2 separate regions of the Mus musculus genome follow, and region 1 is linked to region 2. The links are chromatin contacts, called in public HiChIP or PLAC-seq maps. All regions are on one chromosome and are shown on one strand. Each heading gives the region's core, a stretch centred on a gene start, on an enhancer-like site or on the middle of the called end of the contact. The rest is flanking DNA. Distances are from core to core; before and after follow the strand shown.

Evidence for each region. HiChIP or PLAC-seq counts read pairs in DNA pulled down with a chosen protein or histone mark.
Region 1: a contact with region 2 is called in a BATF HiChIP or PLAC-seq map of CD8 T cells, with 90 read pairs. The contact joins two enhancer-like sites. A contact is called at or near these places in 1 of 15 datasets of contacts at CTCF or cohesin (the NIH/3T3 cell line), 18 of 484 Hi-C or Micro-C datasets (the 3T3-L1 cell line, the Ba/F3 cell line, the C2C12 cell line and 13 more), 8 of 115 datasets of contacts at active chromatin or transcription factors (CD8 T cells, Th17 cells, embryonic stem cells and 4 more) and 1 of 9 other capture datasets (bone marrow-derived macrophages).

What each region holds. Positions count from the first base shown.
Region 1 is chr5:53,488,261-53,495,912 of GRCm38.p6, forward strand. No RefSeq gene overlaps it. Among named protein-coding and RNA genes, the nearest start is that of Gm40304, 55 kb to the right of the region's middle. Within about 2 kb of position 3,066, at least 146 of the 459 cell types and tissues checked have an H3K27ac peak or open chromatin away from gene starts, as enhancers often do. A contact at or near this core is called in the Ba/F3 cell line, CD8 T cells, the HPC-7 cell line and 6 more, where this site is marked.
Region 2 is chr5:53,416,754-53,423,310 of GRCm38.p6, forward strand. No RefSeq gene overlaps it. Among named protein-coding and RNA genes, the nearest start is that of Gm40304, 130 kb to the right of the region's middle. Within about 2 kb of position 4,853, at least 42 of the 459 cell types and tissues checked have an H3K27ac peak or open chromatin away from gene starts, as enhancers often do. A contact at or near this core is called in the Ba/F3 cell line, CD8 T cells, the HPC-7 cell line and 6 more, where this site is marked.

The sequences.
Region 1 (7,652 bases), core at 1,816-4,315, 70 kb after region 2:
GGGTACATCACCAGGAAGCTAGGCACAGAGAGTAAGTTCCAAAGTGACCCTCTTGGCTCATATTCCTGGTCCAGCTAGGAATTCTCTTTCTGAATTGGTTCTAACTGTTGTCTCAGGTTTTTAAAATCATCTCAAGAATATGGTTCAGCCAGGCGTGGTGGCACACGCCTTTAATCCCAGCACTTGGGAGGCAGAAGCAGGCGGATTTCTGAGTTCGAGGCCAGCCTGGTCTACAAAGTGAGTTCCGGGACAGCCAGGGCTACAGAGAAACCCTGTCTCGAAAACCCAAAAAAAAAAAAAAAAAAAAAAAAAAAAGAATATGGCTCAAGTGGAGAGGGCTTCCTAGCAGTCACAGGCTCTGGGTTCAATCTCCTGTGTCACAACCAAGAAGACAAAAAAAAAGAAAAAAGATTTTAAAAAAAGTTGGCTTTGATGTCTATATGTCTCACAACATTTAACAAGTGCAGCCTTAAGACAAGAAAGAAAGAAGAGGGAGAGAGGAAGAAGAGAAGGGGAAAAGGAAGAAAGGGGGGGAAGAAGAAGGGAGGAGGAACATTTGCATTAAGTAAATGCAAAGATTTATTAAAATTCTGGGAAAGGTGAAAATCCACAAGGATTCAGGAGTGTCAGCTACAAAAAAAAAAAAAAAAAAATCCTATGCCAAAGTTTGAGAGTTATTCTCTGATGTTCTGTGGTTGATCCATATGATTTTTTGAGAGGGTGGTGTTAAGGAAGGCCTGTTCAGTGAAATATTGAGCTATTCCTGTGTGCCCCTGACTACGGACCCAGTAGAAGTGAAATCATCTGTAGAAGAAGTTGTACGCAGACGCTTGCCGCAGCCTGGCTCGCAGCTACTCCCAACCTGGAAGTGACTAAACATCCATCAGGCCACCGGTGAAGGGGGTATAAATGAGATAATACAACACGACAGAATATTCCTCAGCAAGAAAGAGAGATGGAGCATCGATGCGTGCCCTGGAGTGATGGACCCGGGAAACATGATGCTAAGTGGAAGCAGCCTTTGGCTGAAGGCCCCAAAGTGCATGACTTGTTCATGTCCAATCCCAGAAGAGGCAAATGCTCAGAGACAGAAAGCAAGTTAGCGTTTGCCTGAGACTGAGGCAAGGAGACATGCGGCTGTGGGTGGGTCTGGTGTAATAGAGACAGTCCTTGATTTATTGTTATAATTTTTCACACCTCTTGAGCATATCAAGATTTTGAATTATTAAAATATACACCCATTTACATGAATAGATAGATTGTATAATTGCAGTAAATGATAGATGTTGATAGATAAGTAATTGACGGGTGATATGTAGAGGGTTAGATAGGTAGATGGATGGATGGATGGATGGATGGATGGATAGGTAGATAGATAGATAGATAGATAGATAGATAGATAGATAGATAGATAGATAATAGACACATACAGCCAGGTGCATATATCAGCTGGGAAATTCTAGTTATCTAAGAGTTATAGCTACATAACATCTCCCCCTTTTAAATAAGGTATGCATCTAGCTTTTCACAGTCTGCTTCATTCCCATAGCCTAACTCACAAATGTGTGCACTTGCTCAAAGAATGTTGAAGTTAGAACAGATGTCAGTAGATCACCCAAGCTACCTGAAAAGGTGCCTTCCCGAGACCTGAGAGGTTCTGAACATGAACTCTCTCACCCATCACTGCCATTGATGATGTCACTATCACCACTGATAGCATCTATATGATGACTCCAAGATTACGAACTGTTTCAAATACTATCTTTTGGGTGTCATCTACCTGGAAATTACATATCACGGCTTGTCCTGGGAGGTAGGATTCAACTCCCATGCTTTCTGTGTAGGAAAGACTTTCAAAACCACATGGAGTTAAATCACAAAACAGATACCAGCACTGAGATGCGGTGGGTATGTGGCTGTTCACCAAGTATCTTCAACATCACAGTATCCTCGTTTAGCCTGCGCCAGGCTCTGTTATCCTGGACCGGTCACCACATTACTACTCTGTCATGGAAAACCCTTCCTCCTTCATGATAAATCCATGCACGGAAAGATCTCTTGATACACAGGAGCCCAAAGGGGTGATGATTTACATGCTGATGTTATCTAACTGTCTCTGCAAAAATCCTGTAAGATTTCTTAATTATTTCATTACACGGGAGGATAGAGAATAGCCGTATAAATAAGGTGAACTATAACCTAATTTTCCTTTTGCGATGTATGGTAAAGAGTTTGGTTGTCCCAAGACTGGTTACAACAGTCTCTGCTCAGTAGCTGGAGAGGGAGAGAGAGAGAAGTGGTCAGAGCAGGTCTCTGACTCCAGCATTCACTAGTTGTAGTACACGTGAGGATACACATGCCTGACCTCTGCTCTAGCGCTGTACCAAGCAGGCAACCACACAGGATGGACCCTCCATCCTTGCCCAAACTGCTCCAGATGTGCTCCTCCATCCAGCCCAGCTAAGGAAGAGTCACCGGAGGCCAGGAAATTCTACTCATTTCACGAGATGAATGTAATCAGGAGAAAGACAGCCGAAGAGCCAGCTCACCGTGACTCATCTGGCTTCAGAGAACATTGTCAGTGGTCCTAGCAACACACGCCACTGCCAAGAGCCATTTCATTTGATCTCTGAACTGATGCTTAAACCACAGATTTCCTGGGCCTGAGGCCTCCCAGGAAATGGAACCAAACAGTGGCTGATTCATGTTTCCTCTGAGGGCAACAGGAAAAGTACCTGCTACAGAAACTGCAGGCTGCCCTGAGCTGTGGCTTAGGCCTCCTCAGAGGGCAGGGGCCCCATCAGTCACTGTCTTCCTCAGAAAGAGGAGTCTGAGAGGGCAGGCCAGAGGCATCAATGTTCATGATTGGCTGTGTTAAGTCAGCCTCTGACTGTACCAGGAGAAGATTCTCTCTCTCTCTCTCTCTCTCTCTCTCTCTCTCTCTCTCTCTCTCTCTTTCTCTCTTTCTATCCTCCCCTCCCTTCCCCTCCCCTCTCTCTTCCTCCCCCAACCCTGTTTCCATGTTTCTGATAAGGCTATAGCTCCTTGTCTTACACACAGCATCAGTGTACTCTGACTGCTGACTATATCTACAACCCACATTTGCATATTTGTTGTCTGCTCCAGGACAGCAGGACTTTGGACAGATAATAAGTATAGGTGATGCTCCTACCAGATTTTTGACACATTAATTCATTTATTTCTTGCAACCTTATAATGGAGAAACAATAGTTTTTATTTTTCAGGTGACAAAACCTAGGCATAGAGAAAGACTTGGCTTACCCATTTCCCCAAACCCTGGGAGCTGTGCAATCCCAGGCCACCAGACTCCAGCCTGAACTTTCAACCAGAGTGACAGCTCTGTAGCTAATTTTTAAAAATTAATTAAAAGGTCACACTCATTTCACAGAAGACATTCAAATTCTTGCTAAGGTACCCCAACTATAAGACCCTCTAGAATTCAGGGAGCTGCTTAGCCATAAAGCTAGCATAATCATATTACTTCTTAACCTGTTAAAGAAAAAAAATGTATAGCATACAATATGCCATCCTAACTGCCTTGAGGCACACAGTTTGTGGCACTAGGCACATGCACATTGTTGTGCAACCATCATTTCTTCCCTTACCTTTTGACTTTTCAAGGCACAGTTTCTCTGTGTAACTGGCCTGGCTGTCCTAGAACTTCCTATGTTGATCAGGCTGACCTTGAACTCATATAGAGATCCTCCTATCTCTGATGGGATTAAGACTTACCACATCCAGCTGTAACCATCACCTCTTTAGAGTGTTTTCATCTTCCCCAACTGGAAATCCGTATGCCTTGAACCCCCTATTTCTATAAAATCTAAATAAAGAAAAGAGGAGAAGAATCAGCCATGTGGGAGAACTTGAGAGGGTCATGGTAAATCTTGCCTTGGAAATGTGTCCTCTCAGAAAATGGGTGTTCTTGTGACGTTGGAGATCTTAGTGTCTTTGAGAGAGGGGGAGAGCTTATATTCATTGTGTGTCTCGTTGCCGTAACAGAATACCTGACATAGATTCTCAGTCGTTAGACCAGAAGCCAGGATGGTATGACTGTGAGGTAACCCAAGGGCAGTAGAGGTGGGGGAGGGGCCTCAAGTGGAGCTGTAGGAAATGGGGGAGGCGAGGGATTCCCTGAAAATGAGCTCTTTACTCCAGATCCACAATGCTTATGAATTTCCTGATTATAGATCCTCAATTTCTGCAACAGAAGCTCTGCCTCAGACCTGCACCTCCAAGAGCCTGGCAAATGTTTTCTTTTTAAGGTAATGAAGACATTTAGGAATCAGATAGCAGTGCTGGTCATATAGCCTGGGACAGTACCGAAAGCCACAGAACTCTGTGCCCATGGGGAGAGTAATATGTAAACTCATCATCAGAGCCTGTGCCCTGGGAATTAATTCTGCTGCCCACCGGAAACTGGGATGGTGCCTCAGACCCTCCAGCAAATTCCCACGTCAACTTTAAGTGGTTCTCCCCTTAAAAGTTTTAAAATTGCATTTATATTTATATTTACACATGTCTGCACATGTGTACATGCCATGGCATGTGTGTGGAGATAAGAGGACAGCCTGTGGGGAGCTATGGTCTCCTACCATGTGGGTCCCATGGATCAAACTCAGGTCCGCAGGCACTGCAGCCCATTCCTGTACCTTCTGAGCCATCTTTCCAGTCCATGATTCTCACTTAAGCCCTGGCACCCTTTCTCTACCTCAAGGGCAGAGCCTCTTGACCCGGGAGTGGGTGCATTTGCCATCCAGAAGCCTGAGACAGTGCCAGGAAATAGGGTCTGGGATTCAGTAGAAAAGCCCTAGGAAATACATTTTCTAATCACAGTTCTGAAACAGATTTCGAACTTGGGTGGCATGGCTGGCACCTTCCTCAGCTTCCTCGGCCTCTAGGCAATGAGTAGGTTAGTACTCGGTGTGCTGCAGCCTGTTTAGTCCTTGAGACTCCTTGAAATTGGCAGTGTTGTTATTGCGTGAGGATACTGAAGCAGAGGACAGCTAACTCAATGCCCAGAGCTCTTGGAAGCTCCAAGACATAAGCCTTAGCAATTGGCTGCCGATGTCTGTAGGATTCTCCCCTCCCCGTGGTAGGAACACACAAGTCCCTTGACTGTCCTGGCCTTCAGACAATAGCTGAGATGCTGTTTCACTTCAGAAGCCTTCTGACCCTTGATCATGCTGCCTCTCTTTTATCTTCTGGTGTCCCTGTTCCCCCTCTGACATGCTCACAGCAGGAGACATCCTATTTTTCCCAGCTATGGCCTAGACTGTAAGTGCTGGGAGGAAAAATATCACTCCTATCTCTTCTCAGATACACAAAGTGTTCCAAAATCAAATTGGGCGAATGAATGAATGAATGAATGAATGAGTGAATGAAATTACTTGCTATCTTTACTTTCAAGAGCCTTTTCAGTGTCTGTCTACACTATAACTTCAAAAACAATTTTTGGAACCTCATTCAGCTCCTTACCAACAATGTCCAGAGTGTAAAGATCCCCATACCTAAGTAGGCTCTCTTTCCAAAGGCCTGGTGCTTTTCTAATTCAGTGACTCAGACTGGTTGGCTGGTTTCTGCCTCTGGGGTCCTGCTTCTGGTTCTAATTGTGGTCCCAACGTTGTAGTGCAATTAGGATGCTGGAGATGGAAAGGGGATGGTGTAACTCGTGCTTCACTGGGTGACATAGCTGGGGAGGTATTTCCTAATTCCCTCTGTGGTACTCAAGGTTCGGGAGCATCTGCTCTTTCCTGACGACTTATTGCCAAAAGCATGTCAGGAACCTCCCTTCACATGTGCCGCAGCCCTCTCCCCTCAAGGTGACGTCAGCAGGACCCTAAGGACTAGGTGGGCTTTGCCTCCAATTCCCAGTTTCACTCCCGTAGTTGCTTTGCTCTGAAGTAATTTTCAGTGCAGTGGGATGACTGCTCTGTGACAGGCAGGCATCACAAAAAGGTAACATTTCCTTCAAGCTCCAAACAAAATCACATCAATCTCAATCCTACAACCCAAAAGGTGAAGAGCTGCCAGGTTGCCCCGATGACCCGTGGTTTATCCTTGCTCAAACAGGGCTTGCACCATTCTGAAATTTGGGAGGGCCGTGACCTCCCACCACAGCCTGCTCTTTCTTTTCTTGATACCAGAGGATTAGTAAACCCCAGCGCTCAAGTTTCTCAGGTGCTCAAATCACCTCAGCGACTTGATTAGCCAGGGTTGACTTCAAGCCCTTCCCCAACAGTTTTCTCTCTTCCTCAGCCTCCCTCTCTTGAGTCACTCCTTTCTGGTAATTTTGTCAGTCGCCCTCCTTCATCTCTAACTTGAAGCTTGGGCAACCCTAGGCTTCCATCTTTAGATGTCCTATTTTTTCTCTCGTGGTATCCGTGAGCTGATCTGGATCGCAAGACCAAATGCCAGTTCTAAATCGGTCTCCACCTCCCACTTCTCCCTGAGGCTCTGAAGCTGACGGTCTACTGAACGTCTGACAGACACCGCGATGATTTCACGTGATTTGTCCCCTTTGGTGGTATTATCAATTTGCCTAGATGTAGAATAAGCGACAAGACTCATCTCTGGGCGTGTCTGTGAGAGTGTTTCCAGAGAGATTTAACCGAGGAGGGAAGACCCACATGAATATGGGCAGCACTGTCTAATGAGTTGGAGCTCGTACTGAAAATGATCCAAGAGGCCAGTGAGATGGCTCAGCAGGCAGTGGCGCTTCCTGCCAAGGCTGGCCTCATGATGTCGGTTCTCAGAACCTACAAGGCAGAAGGAGAAAGCGGCTTCCACAGGTTGTCTTCTGACTGCCATAGCAATCCCAGAGCACTGGAGAAGGACCTTGTGACTATATGTCATGTGGGACTCACTCCAACAGGGAAAGAAGGTTTGACTTCTTTTCTTCTAAGGCACAGGCCAGTGTCACACCTGCCATTCCCTCAAAAATGCCTTCATCTCCACAAGGCTAGGGAATGTGGTGCCACAGTGGCAGTGATAGGACAATTTAGGTCACCCTGCCCCCTCCCCAAATTATCTGTCTCTCTCTTATCACTCCTCATTCTGCCCTCACAGGTCAGTTTGCATCCCTTTGAACAGATGTATTCTGTGTGACAGTCATACAGGTGATGTTCTGGTCTTGAAGTAACCTGTCCCTTGCTCTGTAGCTTTAACTGTGTTATTTAGACATTTTCTCTAAAAATGATCACATTGAGTCAAATATAATGAGGATTCTTTCGCGTCCTGAGAGTCAATGACTAATCTATTCTTTTTGTTGCGGAAACAATCAAAACCACAGTTGTGCTTTGGGAATGATGACTGTCTCAGGAGAACCGATCGGTTCAGAGAAATGAGGCCCTTGAAGGCAGGACATGGGGGCAGGGTCTTGAGTGTTCTGTGGAATAGACTTGAAGAGTTGGAGAATGGTTGGCAGAGGAGGCCAGCCCACAGGTCTTGGGACCCGTGAATGAGCAGCATCTGTGCTGGTGACCATGTGTTTATGGGCATGGGAGGCTCTGCCAGTCATCCACTAGGGGTGGGACTCTGGGCAATCCTGATAGGGATGGTCTTGAAGAGAGGTAGCACAGTAGGAGAAAATGACCTGGGAGAGATTCACTGTTGCATCCATGCTAGAAATG
Region 2 (6,557 bases), core at 3,603-6,102:
GTATTAATTTTTGTAAGATTGAAAACACACAAATTCACATTTCAAGTGATATTTCTACTCAAGACAACTATGAATCAGGAAAAAATTTTCCAAGCAACATTTCTGAAAAAAAAATTTATTTTATTTTTTTTTTTACATATTTTTTTTTCACTGCACTGCTACACATTTTCTCTTGTTTTCAATGCCTATTGCAGACGAGTTTGGTTAATCAGCTACAACAGCCCAATCAGAAACCACACAGGAAAAATGGCCCCGCAGCGAGCAGCCTATGTCTTTCGTGGTTGTTTGATCATCTCCTGCTACATTTTAGTTCCCCACACGATGCAGCATCACGCTTATCTCCTTTACAGCCGCAGCCTGTAGAAGTGTCCATCAGTCCCTGATTGAGGTCTCTGTGTCCCCCAGTTCTGCAGCAGTGGTTCTCTGTATACAGCTTCTAATTCAGAAGCCTCCTTAATAACCATCCCCCATTTCTTTAGAAAAGCGCTCAGTGGACGTGGGGACACCTCATTCTAAAGGCATAACTTATACGCTATTTGAGGAGGAAGTCAGCTTTTATAATGTGTTTGTTGCGCGCGTACGCGCTGTGGCCCATGTGTGGAGATCACAGGGCAAACCTGGAAGTTCGTCCTTACCTTCTACCTTGTTTTAGACAGAGCGTCTTGTTTATTTTGGAGTGACTCCTTTACCTCAGGTTTCCTTCTCAACTTGGGAGCCCTGGATTCCAGACAGGTGCATCACTACATCTATCTTGACCTGAAGTCAGGGGATCTCAACTCTGGTCCTCATGCTTGTGCGGAAAGCAATTTATCCATTGAGCCATCTTCCCCAGACCAAGGAGGTCAATCAACTTAAGACAGTTCATAAAGACTTTAGGGAAAGCATTCCATTTGAGATAAGAAGCAGAGCATTTCGGTGACACTGAGGATTTCAAGTTCAAGTCCTAAAAAATGGAGAAAAATCAAAATCAAAATTTAAGAAAATGAAAATATAGAGATGATAGGATGGTCATAATAGGTGCTCTTGTTGACTGTTGTACCACCAGTAGCAATGGCAGAGAGATCACAAGAAAAAACAAGTTACAACAAAGAGAAACATTAGACAAATTAAATGTAGCAGTTTATTAGAGCAAAGACCCACCCATGAATCAAAGCCACCCTCCCCATGTAGCCATGTAGGCAGAGGTTCAGCCATTTCCCAGCATTCCCTGAAGGACAGTTTGAGATGTCCTACAGGTATCAAAGCCCACATTTGCTATCTCATATAATGTACACATGTACACTTACAAACTTTAAATCATCTTTAGGTTACTATAATACCTAGTAGAATGTAAATGCTATGGAAGTCACTGTGTTGCCTAGGAAACAATGACAAAATTAACTCTTTGCATGTTTAGTGTAAATCTTGGTCCTAGCACACCACTGGGGGTGGTTGAGTCTGTGAATGAAGAATCATAGATAAGAAGCCAGTAGGTATATAATAAACAGAAAAGGGAGGTAATGGACAGAAATAGCTTGGCTGATTACTTGTCATCATTCATCTAATTTGGGTATAACGTGATAAGACATTTGCTTTATGCGAACATATTCCAATCAACAAGCAGCCTGTCATCGGTAGAAACTCAGCTGCTATGATTGGCTGAGACTTAGCTATTTGTTACAAAAATATTCTCATATGTTAGAGTGCAATTTATCTACATGCTAAGTCATGTTGTAGAGTGATCTTAATTATGGTGACAGCTTTAGGTCAAATTTAGTACAGTTTACCAGGGACAGGGGTTATCGGTGAAGTAGTAACACAAGAGATAAAATACCTAAGTTTATGGACATATCACCCTGAACACACCTCATCTCACCGGATCTCAGATGCTAAGCAGGTTTACGCAAGGCTAGTGCTTGGATGGGAGAAAAGACCATGAGGCTGGCTAAGAAGATGGTGGTTGCTTCACTCGATGATGGTGATAGGGTACAGGAAGGGTGAGATTAACTGAATCACTCCATTTTCAGGAAGAATTTAGAGGTAATAGTTTCAACTGTTGACAAAGGATTTTCAAGTGATTTCATATTGGTTAAACCTCTAGCTAACAAGACATTCTCAAAGAACACAGGGTAACAATCAATTCCAAAAGCTACCTAGAAAACACAGTGTCCGGGTGAAGAACAGATCAAACGTGTGGTCGTCAGACTATCAAAATCCTAAAAGTCTAAGTGGTACCCACGGATCTCTCCATTAGAAAAAATGGGGGTGGGGTGGGGAAGGGTGTTGCTTCTGGACAGGGAACTTCCCAGGAATACAGTAGCTAGCACCCTGGAAAAGTTTTTAAACATTTATTTATTTTGTATTTTTTAATGAGTATATGCCTGAGTGTATGTATGTGCACTGCATTGTATGCGGGTGCCTGTGGAAGCCAGGGGGTAATGGATCCCTTGAAACTGGAATTACAGGCAACTATGAGTCACTTGACGTGGGTACTGGAAACTGAACTCAGATCCTCTGCAAGAGCAGCAAGTGCTCTTAACTGGTGAGCCATGGCTCTAGCCCTTACCCCAGTTGTTTTTAACACTAAAATCCTGTAGCTTAGGCAGTCTGTCTTCAAATAGATCTGTTCGGGTATAACGTGGCATGAAGTTCAGGGCAAACGTCTACACCTCTCAGGTAAGGTACCCATGACAGACTAAAGAAATGACACTAGTTTGGTGACACAATGAGTTTATTGGTTACACTTGCAGGAATGAGAGTGAGCTGTTTCTTAGAGCAGTGAACTTCTGATCCTCTTTCTCCCATCTCCAGAGGAACAGGAGTACAGCACCATGCTATACTATGCAGTGCTAGGAATCAAAGCCGGGGCTTCATGCACAATAGTCAGATACTCTCCCTATGCCAGCTCAGTGGGCACGAGCTTGTGAAGGGGTGACTGTGGTTAATCGCAGCTGTTCTGGTAAAGATGGTGATGGCTACAAGTCACGATGGGTGATTGAGAACACAGAGATCTCACAAAATTTAAAAGGACTTATATCAGCTTAAACTTGAACATTTGAAGGGACAAATAATGAAAAATTAAAAGGGATGCCAAGACCTCGAACATCCTCCAAGCAGAAAGAAGCCTAAGAGAGCACCTCAACTAAACACAACGGACATTTGGCTTTGTCAGTTTGGTTTGGATTGGGGCTTCTTGAGACAGGGTCTTACTATGTAGCTCTTGCTGGAATGTGCTATTAAGAGCAGGCTGGCCATGCATTGCAGTGATTCTCCTGTCTCTGCCTTCTGAGTTCTAAGATGACAGGCATGCACCACCACACCCAGCTCACAGGGTATTTCTTACAGGAAAGGAAGGAGGATTCAGAAGGAAAAGCCAGGAATCCTCAAGGAATTGCCAAGAGCCATGGAAAACTACTCACAAGAAGCAGAAACACACAACCAATCCAGGGACATTCTCTGGCCCAGGCGTCAGGGCAAAATGGTAACATGTGCCCAGTGGAATTCCAGAATTGCTCACAACAGTGGTGCTTGCCCGTCCTGTGTGCTCTCGACTTTATGGCTTTCTTCTGCATCCTCTCCCACAACAGGTTCTTCGTTTGTGATATAACTTGCCATCTTGACCCAGAGGGATCATGATGCCTCCTCCTTTAGCAACCACACAGAAGCAACTGCTGAGAAACAGTATTAGGGAGTAGAGGAGAGACTGCTATATTATAGTGACGACTTGGAGCTGATTCCATCATGGAATGAGGATTTGGGCAGGTGCGAGTGCTAACCACTGTCAAAGGCAGAAGGGTAACCATGACAGATTATCACCTGTGTCTGCCACCCATTCCCTCTCTCTGCCTGAAATGCCACCTCATAAAGATGTAGCTCTCTTCCTTGTGTGCTTGTCTTGACCAAGCAGGGGCATCCGGAAGTTTTGAATCCCTCTGCCTGATGAGCACTGGCAGCTTTATCCTTGGGAGCACTGGTAAAGCACAGGCCCATTTTCAAGAAGCAGAATGGGGAGATTGCTTAAGATCTCTTGAAGGGAGGCTCAGGCCATCAACTGTCAGTTCAACCTGAGCTCCCAGCCAGTGGCTAGAACTAATGTCCAGCCATGTTAGTAAGGCTATTTCTGAACAACCATCCACCACCACTACCATCCCCACCCTGACTCCCTCGCCAATACCACAGACACATGAGCACTTAATTAAGCCACAGGATCTTAGGGACAAGAATTTGTTGCAGTTTGAAACCACAAAGTTTTGGTTGGTTTGTTGTGGCAACAGGGGACTAAAACAGAAGATAAGAGAAACTCTAGGGAGACTTAAGAATCTTAGGTAGCTATATGGATAGCAGAGATGGCAAAAGGAGCCAGAGAAAGAGGAAGGCACCTAGCAATAGCAAGTGCACATGAAAGTGGAGGATGCTTGCTTCAAAACAAGAAGAAACTCACTCACAGCATCAGAAGTCTCCGAGGACCCCAGAAAGATGATGAACAAACATAGTGGCAATCCACCCTCATCTTTAATAAAGTGACTCCATTGGTGGCCATTGGTAAACAGTGTCAGCAAAGCAGTGGCCACCAAAGCCAATGTCTGGGGTTAAAGAGACTTCTAGCAGGGCCCTTGACTTGCTAGACAGTGACAACAGGAGGAGACAGCAGGCGCAGACATCCTGCCATCAAGTTATCTCTAAAGGAAATGAAAGTAATAGGACATTTGATAAATGAGGCCATGAGGTCAAGGGGAGTTTTACATTAGCGCTTCAATACTTTCCACTCCACCTCCAGGTTGGACTTTTTGTAAATGGGTACCTTAGGGCTGGCGTGTGGCTGCAGCTGTGGTTGGTTCGTGAGGTTCTGGAGGAAGCTGGGGCATGTAGATATGATGGTGGTGGTGTGTGGGGTGAGGGGTGTAATGCTGGGTGTTCAGATGAGCCATGTGTCATTAAGCAACTATAGCAGTGTGTTACTTCAGAGTCTCCTCCTCCTCTGTTCTAGAGGGGACATCCTGGAAGATGCTGAAGAGCCTTCTAGGATTAATATTCAAGTTCAAATGTTTCTAGGTGTGACAGTTATACTTTGTTCTCAAGGCTAAAGCAAAAATCTAGTGTGTGAATATCAGTTAAATATTCTAGTGTATCAAACAAAACGTTGGCTCTCACAGCCAGCACCTAAACCACATTAACAGTATTATTCCTAGCCCAGAGCCTATGGTGCAGATCTTTGGTAGAATGTATTCAATAATGTGCTAGGTCCCTCCTGAGACTCTAAGGAGCCAGAGCTACCCAACATTCGTCATTGCAGATGTTTACCCCATTCAGAAGAGAGAGACCCATAGACATACCCAACATTAACCAGGATAGCAACTAAAAGAGGGGAGTTGGAAGTCAGGGCTAGTAAGTACAGATTATCTCCTCAAAGGATGTCTAGTCCTTCACTTGCAGGGGCTAAGAGGACAAATATTTATCACTTAAGGCATTGCAAAGGCAAAATGTACATGCCAAGACCTTCGATATCCCTCTTCCAAATGGCCAGCATTTTCAAGCTTTCTTTTGTTCCTGTTCATTGATATTGGAGGATGTTATCTGCTTTGGCTTCTTTGCTATTTCTAATTTATACTTTTGTCTTTGCTTTATGGGACACTTCAAAGTGTTGTTGCACTTCTTTACATATGTGTGTACATACATGGGCACACACTTGGCCATGACACACATGTTGAGGCCAGAGGACAATTTGCTGTCTCTCTCTACCATGTGGGACCCAGGGATCAAACTAGGTTGTCAGGCTTGGCAGCAAGCCCCTTTATCCACTGAACCATCCTATGAGCTCACGACAGTGTCCTTTTCTTCCCAGGCACAAAGAAGGAGCAAGCTAGAGAGTTAAGCGATGTTCTCACCATCAGGAAAGATCTTAGTTGGAGTTACCAAACTTTTCCTTTGGAGAAACAAAAGAAATTAGGAAGATAAATCTTATGTCTCTCATGACTACCTGCTCCCCCTCCCCCAACCTCACTCCGCAATCCTAATATATAATATCAGCGTTCTCCTTGGAGTATCAAAATGAGGCAGGGAGAATAACCCACCAGCTGCACTGTCTCTATAGTGGGAGGATGTGTGTGAGCATGCAAGTGGAGAGAACACTGCAGATCTGGGGGGGACAGGGACTTGTGGTAACATAGTTGGAAGCTCTGGGGTGCCTCTCAGGGTCGCTATCATTGTGCACTGTGCCGTGAGATGGTCCTTGCTGCCTTTACTTTCCAATTGGTCACCAGCTTCTGCATTAGTGTGATAGTTAACAATATGAACGCTTAAGACAAGGGACTTCATGTCAGCTCCTGTCCCTAAACCCTTACCAGTGGCTGTGGGACTTTGTATGGTTTAACTTATCATTCTCACGCTGTTAGCACCTACCATAGGAAGCTCTTGCATGAAGTAGTACACATGAGAGTAGAGGGGAGAGCTTGACCCATACTAAGAGCTACATCTACTCCTCCTTGCTAATACTTTTTGAGCTTCACATTTTGGGTGGAAGGGGGATATGACAAAGAGCCAGGTTCTATCACACAAGAAACAAGATGAGAACAAACGAA